2 separate regions of the Drosophila melanogaster genome follow, and region 2 is linked to region 1. A link is a contact called in public Hi-C data. All regions are on one chromosome and are shown on one strand. Each heading gives the region's core, a stretch centred on a gene start, on an enhancer-like site or on the middle of the called end of the contact. The rest is flanking DNA. Distances are from core to core; before and after follow the strand shown.

Region 1 (7,754 bases), core at 2,389-4,888:
GCTGTATACGACTTACCCTGATTCTTTCCCTTGGCGCTTTCAATTTGCTGAACCAGCAGCTCAAGTGCAAGATTGACGAACTCGCCTGCATTGGCGGGCACACAGTCGACGAAGCTTACAACATGATAAGCGAGGGCGCAGCTGAGGGGCAGGCATCCAATGCGTTGGCAAATGCGGTGCAAACCAAATACTTTCGGAAGACCGAGAGCGGTACACAGTTCGCTTATTTCGCTGGCTATGAATGCGGACACATTCAGCGTGGCCTGGGCCCGCTCAATTATCCTTTCAATGGCCTCATCCAGAAGGCAATGACGTCTGTGCAGCGGTATCAGCTCGCTGCTGCAGCTCAAAAGGATGCCGAATTTCCTTAGGCGGAAACGATGCTTGATCACTAGGTAGCGGCGCTCATAAACGGACTCAACATGCGGCAAGAACAACTTAAAAAGCTCAAGGACGTTCAGGTGCTCCTGCACTTTAATATCACTTTCAAACGAAGCAGAGGAGCTGTTCTCCAAGATGTTAGCCATGATCTCCACCACTTCCTTCGCGCTCTTCGAATTTTTCTCACCATTCAGCTTTTTGAAGAATTCATAAGCCATCTCAACTTGTCCTCTCCGTGCCATTTGATAGCAGCAGTTAAAGTTGGCACTAGTTGATAACTCCGGCGCCGCCTTGGTGAGGGCGCTGATGTCGTCCAGCATGTCCGGAAGGTTCAACTTCACAATGCGCATCATGAAAAGCTCCAGGTTGATATCGGAGCTGTCGGCCGGCCAGCCGTACTTGACCTTCATGATCTTAATCACCTGAATCTCATACTCGGCATTGATCTTCACGGCCAATGGATGAGTGGAGGCACGCAGCCGGATTAGAGGAGCTAGTGTATCAGGCCAGGGCACAGGTGCGTTTTGCAGCACAGACAAGGCGCACTCCAAACGGCTGTCTTCGTTGTGAAGCAGCTCAATGCAAGCCATCGCCCGATCCAGCCATGAACTAGAAGATAGCCGACTGGCTACTAACTGTGATATGTACTGTTTAATCACGTCCAGTGGCTGCCGTCCCTTCTCCTGGAAGATCGGGTACATGAAGTTCTTCACCAGACGCTGAAGCTTATCTAGTTGAACGTGTTGCAAAATGCTCAACGCAGTGGCGTCGATGGAATCCTGCATGTAGTTGTCCAGTGTAAAGCCCATGTTATAGTTGGTCTTAAGCACAGAAAGATCCTGCAGTGCGTTGACAAGATCCCGCAGTTTTCCAACGTTGCGCTCTTGCTGACGCCGCACATCGCTGAAACGGATATACAAGTTAAATCTATCATATTTTAGGGCGAAAAAAGGATTTGCCTACGAGTAAGTAAACTGGATTTCCTCAAAAATGTCCAGTATCTTTGTGCAGAACTCCAGGCCGATATCCGGCCAATGCGGACTATACTGCAGATTCCGCGTCATCTCAATACTCCAGTCAGTGATAAAGGGCATTATGCTAGGATGGGTGTTGCTGACCATCGGAATGAACTGACGCAACCACTGGACAACGTTGAAGGGCTTGGTGTTGCTCGGAATGAACCCTAAAAGCGTGCGCAACTCATCTTCGTTTAGCAGCGGCAGAATGCTGCTCGAATGCCGCCGCCAAATGAGACAAGCCGTGGGCATATCTGTGTTGAATAGCGACTTGACCATCCTGACCAAGTTGTTATCGTAAATAAACTTCTGCCAATCCGTGTTGCATTCGTAGGGATCTATTATGGCCAGAGTTTTAAGTCGGTGCAGTTGCTCGTCGATTTCCAACATATCCTCCTCGTCGTCCTCAAAAGTCAACCGCTTCTTGACCTCGTGAAGATACCGCTCAAGGATGTGCCTCGAGTTCAAGTTGATCATGCGATGGCTCTTTATGAATGCCTTACTTTCCACCTGAGACAGCAGTTGCAGCAAGTCTTGGAATTTAGTGTCCACGTTTTGTGAATTCGAGTTGCAAAGCTCGACCAAAATGCGTTTCGCTTTGGCTTCATAGATGGGCTGGAGGCACAGCTCAAACTGCTTGCCAAATTCCTGTTGCAAATGTTAATGGATAATGAATGACTAAGAGATCAATTATACTCAATACCTCAGCCTCCTCCAGTCGCCCCTTGCAAATCAGCTTCTTAAAACGATCACTGGGGTCGGTCTCGGAAACGAGCATCATCTCCACCACGGAGGGTATGCTGCTCTGGTTGACTTCCTTGGCAGCCAGATAATACAGATTGACCGCACACTTAGGCTGACGCACAAGCCATGCGTGATCAGGAACTTCTACCTCGTTCTTCACATTGAGCGCTGCAATGACACAAGGTTTTTAGCCTTACTGTATGTTTATGTTTTATGTTTGCTGGACTCATACTTGGGTACTCCACTATCTTAATGAAGCGTCCCTCCGCCGTTGATTTCGTCAGCACCAGAAGCTCAATGTTATCTTCGCTGCACTCCATAACCAGCAGATCCTCGATGAGCAGATTTTTTTGTTGGGTAGTTTGACACATGTACACTGTGCGAGTGTATGGACAAATCTCCACCAAGTGGCCGGAATCGGTGAGTGCGATACTGCAAAACCCAGATACACGTTAGAGGGATTCTAGCACCACAATAAGCAAACCCACTCACATATAGTGTTCCAAGTTGAAGATCTGCTTTAGGCTGCCGTACTGAGCGGGCAAATTTATTCGTGTCACGTCATTGGCTGCATTCCTAAAGTTCATAGTGCTTTGATCTCCAGTGATAACTAGACCGGGTTGCGCCTCCAGATCATCCTGATTGTTCTCGGCACTGATGTTGCCGGTCAGCAGCCGCTTGAGCAGCACTGCACAGTCCACGCTGCACGAGGATCTGCCCTTGGAAAGACGTTGAATGGTGACGTCCTCGAGCAGGGCCTTTTCGCAAGCTATAGTTTCGTTTTCATTCAGGCTCATATTGCCTAACGTTTCCAAGCAGGTCTCATCAATGTCGCTTAAGCTACACAGCGTTTGAATCGTTTAATGAAATAATGTCAAGATCCAGTTTTATCACGCATATGCCAGAGCCCATCTCTGTGAATGGCTTACCTATAGATGCTTCCATTCTTACAGGTGAAGTAAAACCGCTGATCCAGTTGATGGATGCTCCGGAAGGTCCCGCCAGTTAGGCTCACGTCCTCCAGATTGACGGCCACGCTGAACAGGAGCAGGCCCTTGATGAACACTCCGTGAACTTCGCCATCGCTGAGGCCGCATACAATCAGGTTGCCGCTTGAAGAAATGGCAATGGCCTCAATGGCTGCCCCGAATGCCAGAAAGCTGCACTTGGCCACCAGTTCGTCCTCCAGGAGCAAAAGGCTCTTGTCGATGCCAATGACCATCTTGCCGCACTGCACGGAGGCCATGACATCTGGATATTTGTTTACCTGACAATGAAAGAAGGCGAGCGTAGAAACCCAACTGCAGATTCTGCACAATAAGGACTCACTTCCTCTTCACTGCTTATTTGGAAGATGCCTCGCGACGAAAATATGTTGGAGATGGTTTCGTCCTCCAGGGAGGACGCCTCGAAGTTGCTCCACATTGCTGTTCAATCCGCTCTAGCCTAATGTGCAAAACCTGCCAATTTTAAACTCTTTATTTAAACACCGCCAATAAACAAGCGTCGCCTGAGAGTTTGCCGATAACATTACCCGCATATCGATAGACGATTGGCGGCATGAAGACACACTACGTATTGACCTTGGGGCTAATACGTTTACGCAATTTATATTTATTACTTAAATGACGTATGTCCAAATCGTAATTTCTCCTTTAAACCTATTACTTTTTAAATGTTAACGTAGTTGCAAACTACTTCGTGCTGGCTTGCTTTGGCCACACTGAGCCGCCGACGGAATTCCGGCATTTCTCTTGACGTGCGCAAACGGTCACACTGGCGGACTTGCAATGAAAATTATTTATATTTCGCTTCTTCGCACGCAAAAATTGGTCAAAATAAACAAAGGTTAATGTGCTGCTGCTATATAACGGTTCAGTGGTCAGTCCGCCGGACCGCCGAATCCGCGTAACGGTAATCCGTGCGTGTGCCGCTCCTATAAACGGCGCTAATTAAAAGTGGATGCTGCAGTGGCCATCAAATCAACAAAAAGCCAACCGAAAACGCAGGCTTCACAAATCGCGTAAACCCTAACACAATTTCCTTGGGAAATAACCGCCGGTTGTTTTGTTTTCCGATTAAAGACAAACGCAAAAAGAACCCGTAAATAAACAACAGTTAAGCGCTGCACTGCAATTAAAACGGAACGGGAAGCGCAGCGGAGGACATAAAATCGCTGGCAAGAAGAAGAGCGCTGCCAGAAAGCGCCCTTTGAAGGGTTTATGAAGGGGAATTAGTGGCAAACCGCAGTGCAGAGTGCTAAAAAAACGAACTCCTGACCTGAAGTGATCAAGGATCAGTAAGAAACTGAGAAGCGGCAGGTGCTTGGCGCTTTGAAACGAGACAACACGACGCTGGGTTTCCAGGGTAGAGTTGCCAACCCGAAAAATAAGCGGGGTTGCCGTTCGTTGCGCCGAAAGTGTTTACCTGCGTTTTGGGAGTCAGTTGCTTTAAAAACGCGATTTTCATAAGGGTCCTGGCCAGGAGATGTCTTGGTGAGTAGTTGAGGAGGACTGACCCACAGGATGCCAGATACTCATTTGGCACCCTTCACACTCCCAGGAACTCAAACTCCAGGCGGTCGCAGGCCGGATAACCGGCAGAAAGCCCAAGCCCACCAAGCATAACCCATTGTAGTTGGTCACCGAAGGATCCAGTGGATTTGTGCCCACCTCCCTAGGGACATCAGAACCAAACCCACTCCTTTACCAGCGTCGAGATCTCCTGCGCGGGATTGGCGACGCCGCTACAACCGAATTTCTTGCCCCACGCCGTTGAAGAAAAGCTGCCACCATTCGGAAGAAGAACACCTCGAATATGACCCACAATCTTGGTATGGCGCCATATCGATTGCCGGGTCCAGCGGGCGGACTCTGTCCGCCCGATTTTAAGCCGCCGCCTCCCACGGACATCATCTCGGCGCCGAGCAATCCGAAGAAGCGGCGAAAAACCTCAAGTGCCGCCAACTCCGCTGCAGCGGTGGCTGCGGCGGCGGCTGCAGCAGCTGCTGCGAATTCCATGCAGCAGCAGCAGGCGCCACCCACACCGCAGGATTTGCTGCCCCCTCCGCCAATGGGAGGCTTCGGAGACACCATTATTGCCTCGAATCCATTCGACGACAGTCCCCAGGTGTCGGCGATGTCCAGCTCAGCGGCCGCGGCGATGGCGGCCATGAATCAGATGGGCGGCGGACCAGGAGGTGGTCACTTTGGCGGCGGTGGACCGGGTGGGCACCCGCACTGGGAAGACCGCATGGGCATGGGCGGTGGACCTCCTCCCCCGCCTCACATGCATCCCCATATGCACCCGCATCATCCAGGCGGACCTATGGGTCACCCACATGGCCCACATCCGCACATGGGTGGTCCACCTCCAATGCGAGGAATGAGCCCCATGCACCCCCATCAAATGGGACCGGGACCAGGCGTCGGACTACCGCCGCATATGAATCACGGAAGGCCAGGGGGACCTGGTGGTCCTGGAGGACCCGTCCCAATGGGTAGTCCCATGGGTGGAATAGCTGGCATGGGCGGCATGAGCCCAATGGGCGGAATGGGAGGCCCCAGCATATCACCCCATCACATGGGCATGGGTGGTCTGTCGCCCATGGGAGGCGGTCCCAACGGACCCAATCCGCGAGCCATGCAGGGTTCACCGATGGGCGGTCCGGGGCAGAACTCGCCAATGAACTCACTGCCTATGGGTTCGCCAATGGGCAATCCAATTGGCAGCCCGTTGGGCCCTCCCTCGGGACCGGGCCCTGGGAATCCCGGCAATACCGGCGGACCACAGCAGCAACAACAACAACCTCCGCAGCCACCGATGAACAACGGGCAGATGGGTCCTCCTCCTCTGCACAGTCCGCTCGGAAACGGACCAACGGGTCATGGCAGTCACATGCCTGGAGGACCAATCCCAGGACCAGGTCCTGGGCCTGGCGGCCTAGTAGGTCCCGGTGGCATCTCCCCCGCGCACGGCAATAACCCGGGTGGTTCTGGGAACAACATGCTCGGCGGGAATCCCGGCGGCGGCAACAGCAACAACAACGGAAGCAATACAAGTAACGCCAGCAACAACAATCAAAATCCTCACCTCTCGCCAGCAGCCGGACGCCTGGGAGTGCCGACGTCGATGCAGTCGAATGGACCTTCGGTATCATCGGTAGCCTCCTCATCGGTTCCCTCGCCCGCCACGCCCACGCTCACGCCCACATCGACGGCCACGTCCATGTCCACGTCAGTGCCTACATCCTCGCCAGCGCCGCCCGCCATGTCACCGCATCACTCGCTAAACAGCGCCGGCCCGAGTCCGGGCATGCCCAACTCGGGACCCAGCCCGCTGCAGTCACCAGCCGGACCCAATGGCCCCAATAACAACAACAGCAATAACAACAACGGACCCATGATGGGCCAGATGATCCCGAACGCAGTTCCTATGCAGCACCAGCAGCACATGGGCGGCGGCCCACCTGGCCACGGGCCCGGACCAATGCCCGGAATGGGCATGAACCAAATGCTGCCACCGCAGCAACCCTCCCATCTTGGTCCCCCGCATCCGAATATGATGAACCACCCGCATCATCCGCACCATCATCCTGGCGGACCACCGCCGCACATGATGGGTGGACCCGGAATGCACGGCGGTCCTGCTGGAATGCCTCCTCATATGGGCGGAGGACCTAATCCGCACATGATGGGCGGTCCGCACGGGAACGCGGGTCCGCACATGGGCCACGGCCACATGGGTGGAGTACCAGGTCCAGGACCCGGACCCGGCGGCATGAACGGACCCCCGCATCCGCACATGTCCCCGCACCACGGACATCCGCATCACCACCACAATCCGATGGGCGGCCCAGGTCCAAATATGTTCGGCGGTGGTGGAGGAGGTCCCATGGGTCCCGGTGGACCGATGGGCAACATGGGGCCCATGGGAGGTGGCCCGATGGGCGGCCCTATGGGCGTAGGTCCCAAGCCGATGACAATGGGCGGCGGGAAGATGTACCCGCCGGGACAGCCAATGGTCTTTAATCCGCAGAACCCGAATGCGCCGCCCATATATCCTTGTGGCATGTGCCACAAGGAGGTGAACGACAACGACGAAGCCGTGTTCTGTGAATCCGGTTGTAACTTTTTCTTTCACAGGTAGGTCGACCAGTTTACAATAGATTAAAAAGGTCAAATAGAAAATATTATATAAATATCTAGGAACAATATTTAGTCCATATCATCATATTTTAAACTGCTTATATCCTGATAATTATCTTTTCGGAACAAAATGTTTAGGAAAGTTTATTGGAATCTCATGAGCAATTAGTCTTATCACTTCTAGTTCAAAGTTAACAGGGGATTACCCTTCAATTAATACATAAAATCAGTCAGGTGTTTTCGTTTATTCATGTTCGTCGTCGACTAACTCCACTATCATTTTTGCAGAACCTGTGTTGGCCTGACAGAGGCGGCCTTCCAAATGCTCAACAAGGAGGTGTTTGCCGAGTGGTGCTGCGACAAGTGCGTGTCTTCCAAGCATATTCCCATGGTCAAGTTCAAGTGTTGAAGCGGATCGGATTTGAAATCAGCAAAACACATCGATCAACCACCAGCGAAAGCGAGA
Region 2 (7,365 bases), core at 3,143-5,642, 35 kb before region 1:
GACTCGGGGATCTTCGATGCGGATGTCATCGAAAACCTGCAAGAAATATAAAAATAAGAAGTGGTTCCATTTTCTATAGGTAGATTGCTTACAGACAGATCGCTCTGCGCTTTCTTCGCAGTGCCGCTCTTTTGGTCCTTATTGTTGCCCGTTATCTTGTCCTTGACATCGGGAATGAGTATTTCCAGCGTTTCCCGAGCCGCCTCTGACTTGGCCTGCTTTTTACTGGTGCCATAGCCCGTGCCATACTTGAGATTGTTCACCGATACGGTGGCGGAGTAAGGCGTGGCTGCGTTTTGGAGCTCCTTGAACTCATAGGTGGGCTGCGTTTTCAGAGCATGCTGCACGTACTCGTGCAGGATGCAGACGAAGCTCTTGCCATTGGGATTCATGATCCACTCCTTCCGACCGCGCGGGTTCGTTGATCCTTCGCCAGCATTCGCTAGTATTGGGAACTTAATAAGCTTAGTGCCATCCGGCAGCGTGGGTCGTTGAATATTCTTGATGTGTTTGCGGTTTTTGGTGAACTTGCGGCGAGCATTCCAACTCCGAAATCGCAGCACACGAATCACCTTGAATTTGAAGAGTTTCTGGCAGTAGGTGTTTAGTTGCTCCGGTGTAATGGATTCCTTTTGGGTATTCTCGTTGACCGTAACAATTTTAGCAGCCGGCATAAGGGCAGTTATTCCATCTGGTTGGGTTTTGGAATCGGTGCTGCCTTCGTTGTTCTCTTTTCCCTCCACGTCCATGGCTTCGGCCGGTAAAGCGGAAGCTCCGGCCATGGGACATACAGCCACTGGCGGCGCTCCATCCGTCTTTTGTTGCTCCACCTCCGACTCTTCCTCCAAAGCCCGCCTGTAGTTAAGACAGGGGATTGCTCCCAAGGGCACTGCATGCTTGCGGGCACTTCCAGTGCCGAGAAAATAGGGCCTCGATGCGCAACAGACGCGAGTTTTGCGATGCAAGAAGAGCGGCATTCCACTGTTGTGGGTCACCTGCACCCATCCCTCGGGTAGGACTTCAAAGTGGTTGAGGCGCTTTTCTAAAAGAGTAGTCACATTAAAATACTCGTCATCTTGGACACTTGGTTCGACGAAAAGCACTGACCTTCCAGCACAGTCTTGAAACGCTGCTCGTATTTGGGCTGCTTTGACTCGCGGAGCTCTTCGGGCAGCTTCTCGTCCAGCAGATTCTCGATCTCGTCATCATCGAATTCCGAGGAATCGTATTCTTCGCCGTCACCATCAGCCGCCTCTTCCTCCTCGTCGCCTCCTTCTCCATACCTTCCGCCCTGCTGCTCGCTAGCGTTGTCTGGTTGCCATGTAAGGAGATACAATCACGGATAAATAAGTTGTCTGTTTGTCTGGGAAATGGAAAACCAGCCGCGAAGTTGATGGCCATCTTCACGGAATATTTGAATGAATGCCATTGGCACCTAATTGTCTAGCTCTTTGATGTTTAATTAAAGTGATCCTTCATTATTACTGGCTCTACCTGACGCAACTGGACAAGCCAGTCGGATAATGGGTATCATGCGCATGGAACTGTCCGCACAAAACTGCCACCACCTGCCTTACAATAAGATAAAGGAAAACTGAAGCTGCTATATCAGGGTTTAACCTGCCGGCTGACTCTTTTATCAGCCTCCTGTATTTGCACAATGATAGGCCCCCAAGATCTTGAGATAAGAACTGCGCCTGCACTGTGAAACAAAAGGTGGTAATTGCACAGCCTGTGATCTGGATGACCTGAGTGAATATCCGAGCTTCGTTTCCGACTCACCTGACTCATCATCCTCATCGCTGCCAGAGCCGACTTCGTCGAGAACCTGGAACTGTCGCAGTTGCTGGTCCATGGGTTCGTTCTGCAGCTCGTTGTCCCTGGTCCGCCGCATTTCCTCGATGGCGCTCAGCGAAAAGCCGGCCACCTTGAGCTCCTGCTCCTCGTCCTCCAGCCGGGGACGCTTGCGGACCTGCCCAGAGTCCGGGCAGTCGGCCAGCGGCTTCTCCGCCATTGTATTGGATGTGTGTGTCTAAAGCGGGAGGGGTTTAGTGCGGACTGATCGGAACTGTCTAGTAATGCTGTCCCGGGGCCAATCTCGCCAATAACCAATACTGAGAGCATCCAACGCCTTGCAATTGATTTCTCATTGGAAGTGCCACATTGGTTAAGCCAGAAGCCCCGCCGGAAAATTCTGCGACTGCACTTTCGCGGATTGTAAACGATGCTACTTGCTGCGTCTTTCGCTATGGATTCTGCCTAATTGTCGGACAAAATCCCAAAGCAAAAGCTGCGCAATTCAAGTACGAAATCGAGATTTTAGAGAGAGGATGTTAGTTGGGAAAAATAACCAAACAAGCGAAACAAACACCACATGCAGTTTTGCGGAAACAGATTGACACTTTTGAATTGGGGTTAGTGATGGTTCCAGGTATTATCCTCCGGAGAAGAACGTTTGGTCTTAGGATCTATTGTAACAGCAGCTCCAAGCACTTTTCTACTGATTTTGCAAGAAATTTTGCAATTTAAAGACGCCCCCTAATTTATTTAGTGCAAGACAGTGTGACCAGGCTCATGACATTTTAAAATGCTGGCTACTCCCCAAGCCGGTAAACAATGTTCGAATTTAGATTTTATTATATTTTAAAACATAAAAATAATGTAACTAAAAATTAGTGCGCAGCCTAAGTAAGGTAATCTCTATTGGCCATTTTGAAAAAATCAGTTTTTATTCAACACAGCCATATTTGAACATATTCCATTTTCGATTAATATTAAGTGCATTGAGTATTAATCCGAATATCAGATCGGGGATCCATTGATTTTTAGTACAGTTTATCCTAAGATCCACTTTTTCCTAGTAAAGCCTCATCCTTAGCCCCTGTCTGCATGCCGTTACTGGCCTTCACGTCCAGTTCCACAGGATTGTCCAGTGCCGCCTGGGCGCTTGAAGTGTGGGCGTGACCTTTTGAGCGATAGTGGGAGGTCAGGTGGGAGCGGCGAACGAAGGAGACTTGGCAGGAGTCGCAGCTGAAAAACAGATAAACAGAGTCAAGGATCCTCAATAAAACTTCAGGTAACTAAGATCTTACTGGAACGCTCGCACTCCGGTGTGACTCAGCATGTGCGTGCGGAGTTTTCCGCTCATGGCAAAGCTTTTATTGCATTCCTTGCACGTGAAGGGCTTGACATTCGTGTGGCGCCTGATGAAATGGAAAGTGGTCAGAAATATGTGAAAAGCATTAGACGTTTCATGAATGGGAACGAGTTCTGTCGTACATGCGTTCGTGCTGGATGCGTCCGCTGGCGTTGCTGTAGGTTGCCTCGCAGTAGCGACACTGAAACAAAGCATTCCCCGCATGCAGTTCTTGGTGGCGCCGCAGAAGCGTAGCAGTGTAGAACTGCTGGGAGCACTGGTCACAGGCAAAGCTCTTTACGCCGGTGTGTCGGAGGAGGTGCAACTTGAAGTTGCTGGGGCAGGTGAAGTGCCGGCCACACTGCTCGCATATGCAATCCCGCTTGCGTCGCTCCCGCTTTAGGGCCACCACTTCGTCCTCGGTGAGTCTGCTCCACTGGGTGCGCGTGGCCTGGCTATTGTCCGCAAACTTAACGGAGGTAAAGACTGTGGGCGTGGTCTTTGTACTTCTGCGGAGCTTCTTCTCCTGCGCAGGAACCTTCACTTGGGGCTGCTCGTTCTGCTCACATATTTCGTACGGCTCTTCCGTCTCTTCCAGCAGGTGTTCCTCGGGTAGAAGGTCTATAACCTCGATCTCGGTGACCTCTTCAGCGTACTGAATCTCCTTCTCCACACCAACTGCGAAGGATTCGATCAATTCCGCGTTCCCCAGGTTGGGACTTTCCTGCAGCGTTTTTTGGGTTCGAATCACACGTTCCCGGAAAGCAATCGCCGTCTGCAGGTCCAATTCGCAGGGTGAGCAAATAAAGGGGGGCAGCTCGTTCCCGGGTCCGCCGAGCAACTACGGATAATCCAGACTTAAGTTTGAAAACACAAAAATAGAAAGGTACTCACAAACAAACCAGTAAGAACCTCGATCTGGTGCAGCATTACGGAATTGGGCTCCTCGAAGAGGTTACTGGGCGTCGAACAGAAAATGAACAGGCCGCAAGTCCGGCAATTACGATTCGGCATTTTTAAACTTATTTATTTAGTAACACTTAAGAAAAAATTAATCAGAAAATTGCTCTGCTTTTCATATTGTTGCTCCTTTGGCAATGCCAGACTGTTATAGCTAAGAAGATGTGGCACCGCTGCCACAACATCGTAAGGGGGATTCCTGAACAGATCTTAATTTTTAATTCGATTGATTATTTGATATTACTTTATTTGATTACTCGCTTTTCTCCATTCGATTTAAGAGTTCATTTCAAAAATATTACCTTATTTGCAGTGCTTACGCAAAGAGAATTCCTTACAGTGTAGATTCAGGTGGCCACTATATAGCTTGAGCAGCTGATTGATGTAAACAAGCTTACAATAACAAATATTTCCAGATTGTAGAATATTCCTAAGTTTTTCCAAATTTAAGGATGCATCTAAACGAGAACACCAAAATACTGGGTCACAGGGTCATCCTTGTGCCCTACGAAGCGCGCCACGTGCCCAAGTACCACGAGTGGATGAGCAACGAGACCCTGAGGGAGTTGACCGCATCCGAGGAACTGACCTTAGAAGAGGAGCACGAGATGCAAAGGAGTTGGAGGGAGGACAGCGACAAGCTGACCTTCATTGTCCTGGATGCAGAGACTTATTCGCGTGATCAGGATGAGATTGCCGCCATGGTGGGCGACACCAATCTCTTCCTGCACCAAGATCCCGATAGCCAGATACCAACGGCGGAGGCGGAAATCATGATTGCCGAACCTTATGCACGGGGCAAGGGATTCGGCAGGGAAGCCATGCTCCTCATGCTCAAGTACGCCCAATCGCAGCCCCAGCTTAAATTGGATAAATTCGAGGTCAAGATCGACATGGACAACGCTGCATCGCTGCATTTGTTTAAGAGTTTTATGTTCGTGGAGACGCGTCGAGTGGAGATCTTCCACGAGGTCACCCTGGAGCGACCTATCACTCCAGATTGGATCAACTGGCTGGACCAGCAGGTGGATCTGCGTATGCAGTGCTATCAGTGAAAAGAAGCCTTTAGAATCGTAATTTCACGGTCTGTTTATTACACTTATGTTACATCTACTTGTTTCGCTTGCCTTATTTATGCTGCATTTTACATCAAATGAATGTATTTATGGGTGCATCGATGTCTCTTTTTGTTTCGCCCTGTGGCTTGGATGATTGTAATGCTGTGTATGCTTCTCGTTTTTTTTTTTTTTAATTTGTAATTTTCGTGGCAGGAAATGGACAACAAACATTGGCCGCTTGTTCAGTATCTCCGGTGTTGTGTGGGCGTATATTTAAGTATAGTACATAAAACTAGATGCTTAGTGCTTTACAGCTGCATACTTAAGACTTCTAAGTTGTTTCAATTTTTTATAAAAATTATTATCAAATAATCAAAGGCAAACATAATCGTAATCAGAATTGCAAATGAAAAACACAAAATCCGCAAATAGCTGACGGATAGCTGCCGCTAAAACTGAGTCCTTAGCATAGATGTGGGCCAATAATAAATACGGATTAGGCGGCGGCACGCGGGCCATCGATCGGCATGGCGTGCAGCACTTCGTCCAGCAGCTGCAGGGCGCGATGCAGGTGCACCTCGATCCAGCAGGGCGTTTCTTTGATGGACTGGCGTGGGTAGTCAGGTCCCCAGCCCTTGACGAAGCTCAGGCGCAGGATGCATAACCGGCGCAGATCGTCCACGCCAATTCCAGCCGCTGCTGTCATGCCTGGAATACCGCATCAACACATTAGTTTTCCCTAAATCAAACTGATTCCATCTACTTACTCCTTCCGCCGCCGCCCATTTGCTGATTGGCCACTCCGGCCACGGCTGCCGCCTGAGCAGCGGCCGCTGCCTGCGCATTGGTCGCCAGCGAGTGCATCTGCTGGTGGCACTGGCGCAGGTCAAACACCTGCATGAGAAAATGTATGTTAAGCTATCACATTAAACTCTCTTGATTGCACCAACCTTTATGCACGCGGCCGGATAAATCTTGTGCACAGCATCGCCAGGTGTGCGTCCTGCCTCGCGATCCAGATAATAGCTTTGTACGAAAACTGAATTGTCACTAAGACAGCGCAGCCAGACGTCGCCCTCCCCACGCAGATCCAATTGCACGCCCTTGCCGATGTGGAGCCTGCATGGAACTTGGTAATTAATCCCTGCTCTGCAAGTTACTCCCAGGGGGATGTACTCACCTGGCCCGTTCCGATTGTTCAGTGCGATGAACATTGCTCAAGGCGCCCAGACAGAATCGATTGCCTCCAGAGGGATCCACATAGCCGTCGATGATTACGTTCGGTTTCGCTGACGGCACCTTGAAGGTCTCGCCCACTTGCGTGTCCAACTCGAAGTATGCGATGGAGCACCAGTATTCCGGCGGCGGTTGGCGAGACAGGAGGCGTGGTTGCTGCTGTTGTTGTTGCTGCTGCGGAGGCGTCTGTTGCGGGGAGCCGAGGTCACCCGAAAGCGACGAATTCCCTGGAAAATGAAGGACAGGGATTACAAAGTCGCACAGTGGGCTACATAGCCTAGACTTACAGAAGCCCCCGGGTAGAGAGCGCGGATCTGGTGGTTGCATAGACTGCGTGTAGGTGAGGGTGTTGGGCCCTGTCCAGGTGCCAGCCGCACCGCCTCCGGCGCCAGCCTGAGCCCCAGCAGACCCAGTATTGGCCTGCACACCGGTCGGTGGCTGCTGCGGCTGCTGTGGTGTGGGTTGGGCTGTGCCAAAGACGCCACCACCTCCAACGGGAGCACTGCCCGCGGATCCTGGCTGCGACACGTAGCCGTTTTGCTGGGCGTGGACGGACGGGGCCACCGAGGTGCCACCCCCACCGGCACCTTGCATCTGACTAACAGGAGGTGGCTGTCCATAGTACTGCCCTCCAGCTGCTGCTCCACCGCCGGCATTAACTGATCCATTGGGCACACCGCCTGATTGCTGCTGTTGCTGCTGCTGCTGTTGTTGTTGCTGCTGCTGCTGCTGCTGCTGTTGTTGCATGGCCAGTGCGGAGGCGGGATCTGTGGGCGAATTGGCCTGGGTATGGTGCACCCCATTGCCCTGGGGATTCTGAGCCTGCTGCGGCGGGGGTGGGGGTGCCATCACGGGACCGGGATTCATTGGACCAGGCATGCCCGGCATACCGTGAGGCACAGCTGAAAGTTGATTTTGGGAAAAGATTAATGTGTATTCAACTAATTGTTAATAAGACAAATATTATAATAGTTT

The links. Hi-C and Micro-C count contacts between places; a contact is called where the count stands out from the background.
Region 2: a contact with region 1 is called in a Hi-C map of the Kc167 cell line, with 3 times the contacts expected there. The contact joins the promoter of Mnat9 here to the promoter of rod in region 1. A contact is called at or near these places in 29 of 107 Hi-C or Micro-C datasets (the Clone 8 cell line, the D17-c3 cell line, the Kc167 cell line and 6 more) and 5 of 6 datasets of contacts at active chromatin or transcription factors (the Kc167 cell line and the S2 cell line).

Annotation. Positions count from the first base shown.
Region 1 is chr3R:31,576,835-31,584,588 of dm6, reverse strand. It overlaps rod (rough deal), which reads right to left and starts at 3,638. Exons shown (of 14, transcript NM_057357.3): 1 at 3,471-3,638; 2 at 3,071-3,408; 3 at 2,634-2,981; 4 at 2,374-2,573; 5 at 2,101-2,309; 6 at 1,345-2,045; 7 at 17-1,284. The coding sequence starts at 3,566. pygo (pygopus) reads left to right here and starts at 3,890. Exons shown (of 3, transcript NM_143615.4): 1 at 3,890-4,636; 2 at 4,704-7,285; 3 at 7,577-7,754. The coding sequence starts at 4,959. The coding sequence ends at 7,697.
Region 2 is chr3R:31,613,187-31,620,551 of dm6, reverse strand. Mnat9 (microtubule-associated Nat9) reads left to right here and starts at 4,392. Exons shown (of 2, transcript NM_001276219.1): 1 at 4,392-4,480; 2 at 4,548-5,268. The coding sequence starts at 4,549. The coding sequence ends at 5,151. Med (Medea) reads right to left here. Exons shown (of 9, transcript NM_170560.2): 5 at 6,678-7,292; 6 at 6,335-6,617; 7 at 6,105-6,273; 8 at 5,922-6,048; 9 at 5,177-5,862. The coding sequence ends at 5,651. CG1792 reads right to left here and starts at 4,249. Exons shown (of 4, transcript NM_143621.3): 1 at 4,031-4,249; 2 at 3,280-3,977; 3 at 3,093-3,203; 4 at 2,715-3,030. The coding sequence starts at 4,150. The coding sequence ends at 2,841. pasha (partner of drosha) reads right to left here and starts at 2,124. Exons shown (of 6, transcript NM_001276221.1): 1 at 1,783-2,124; 2 at 1,108-1,311; 3 at 93-1,042; 4 at 1-36. The coding sequence starts at 2,014.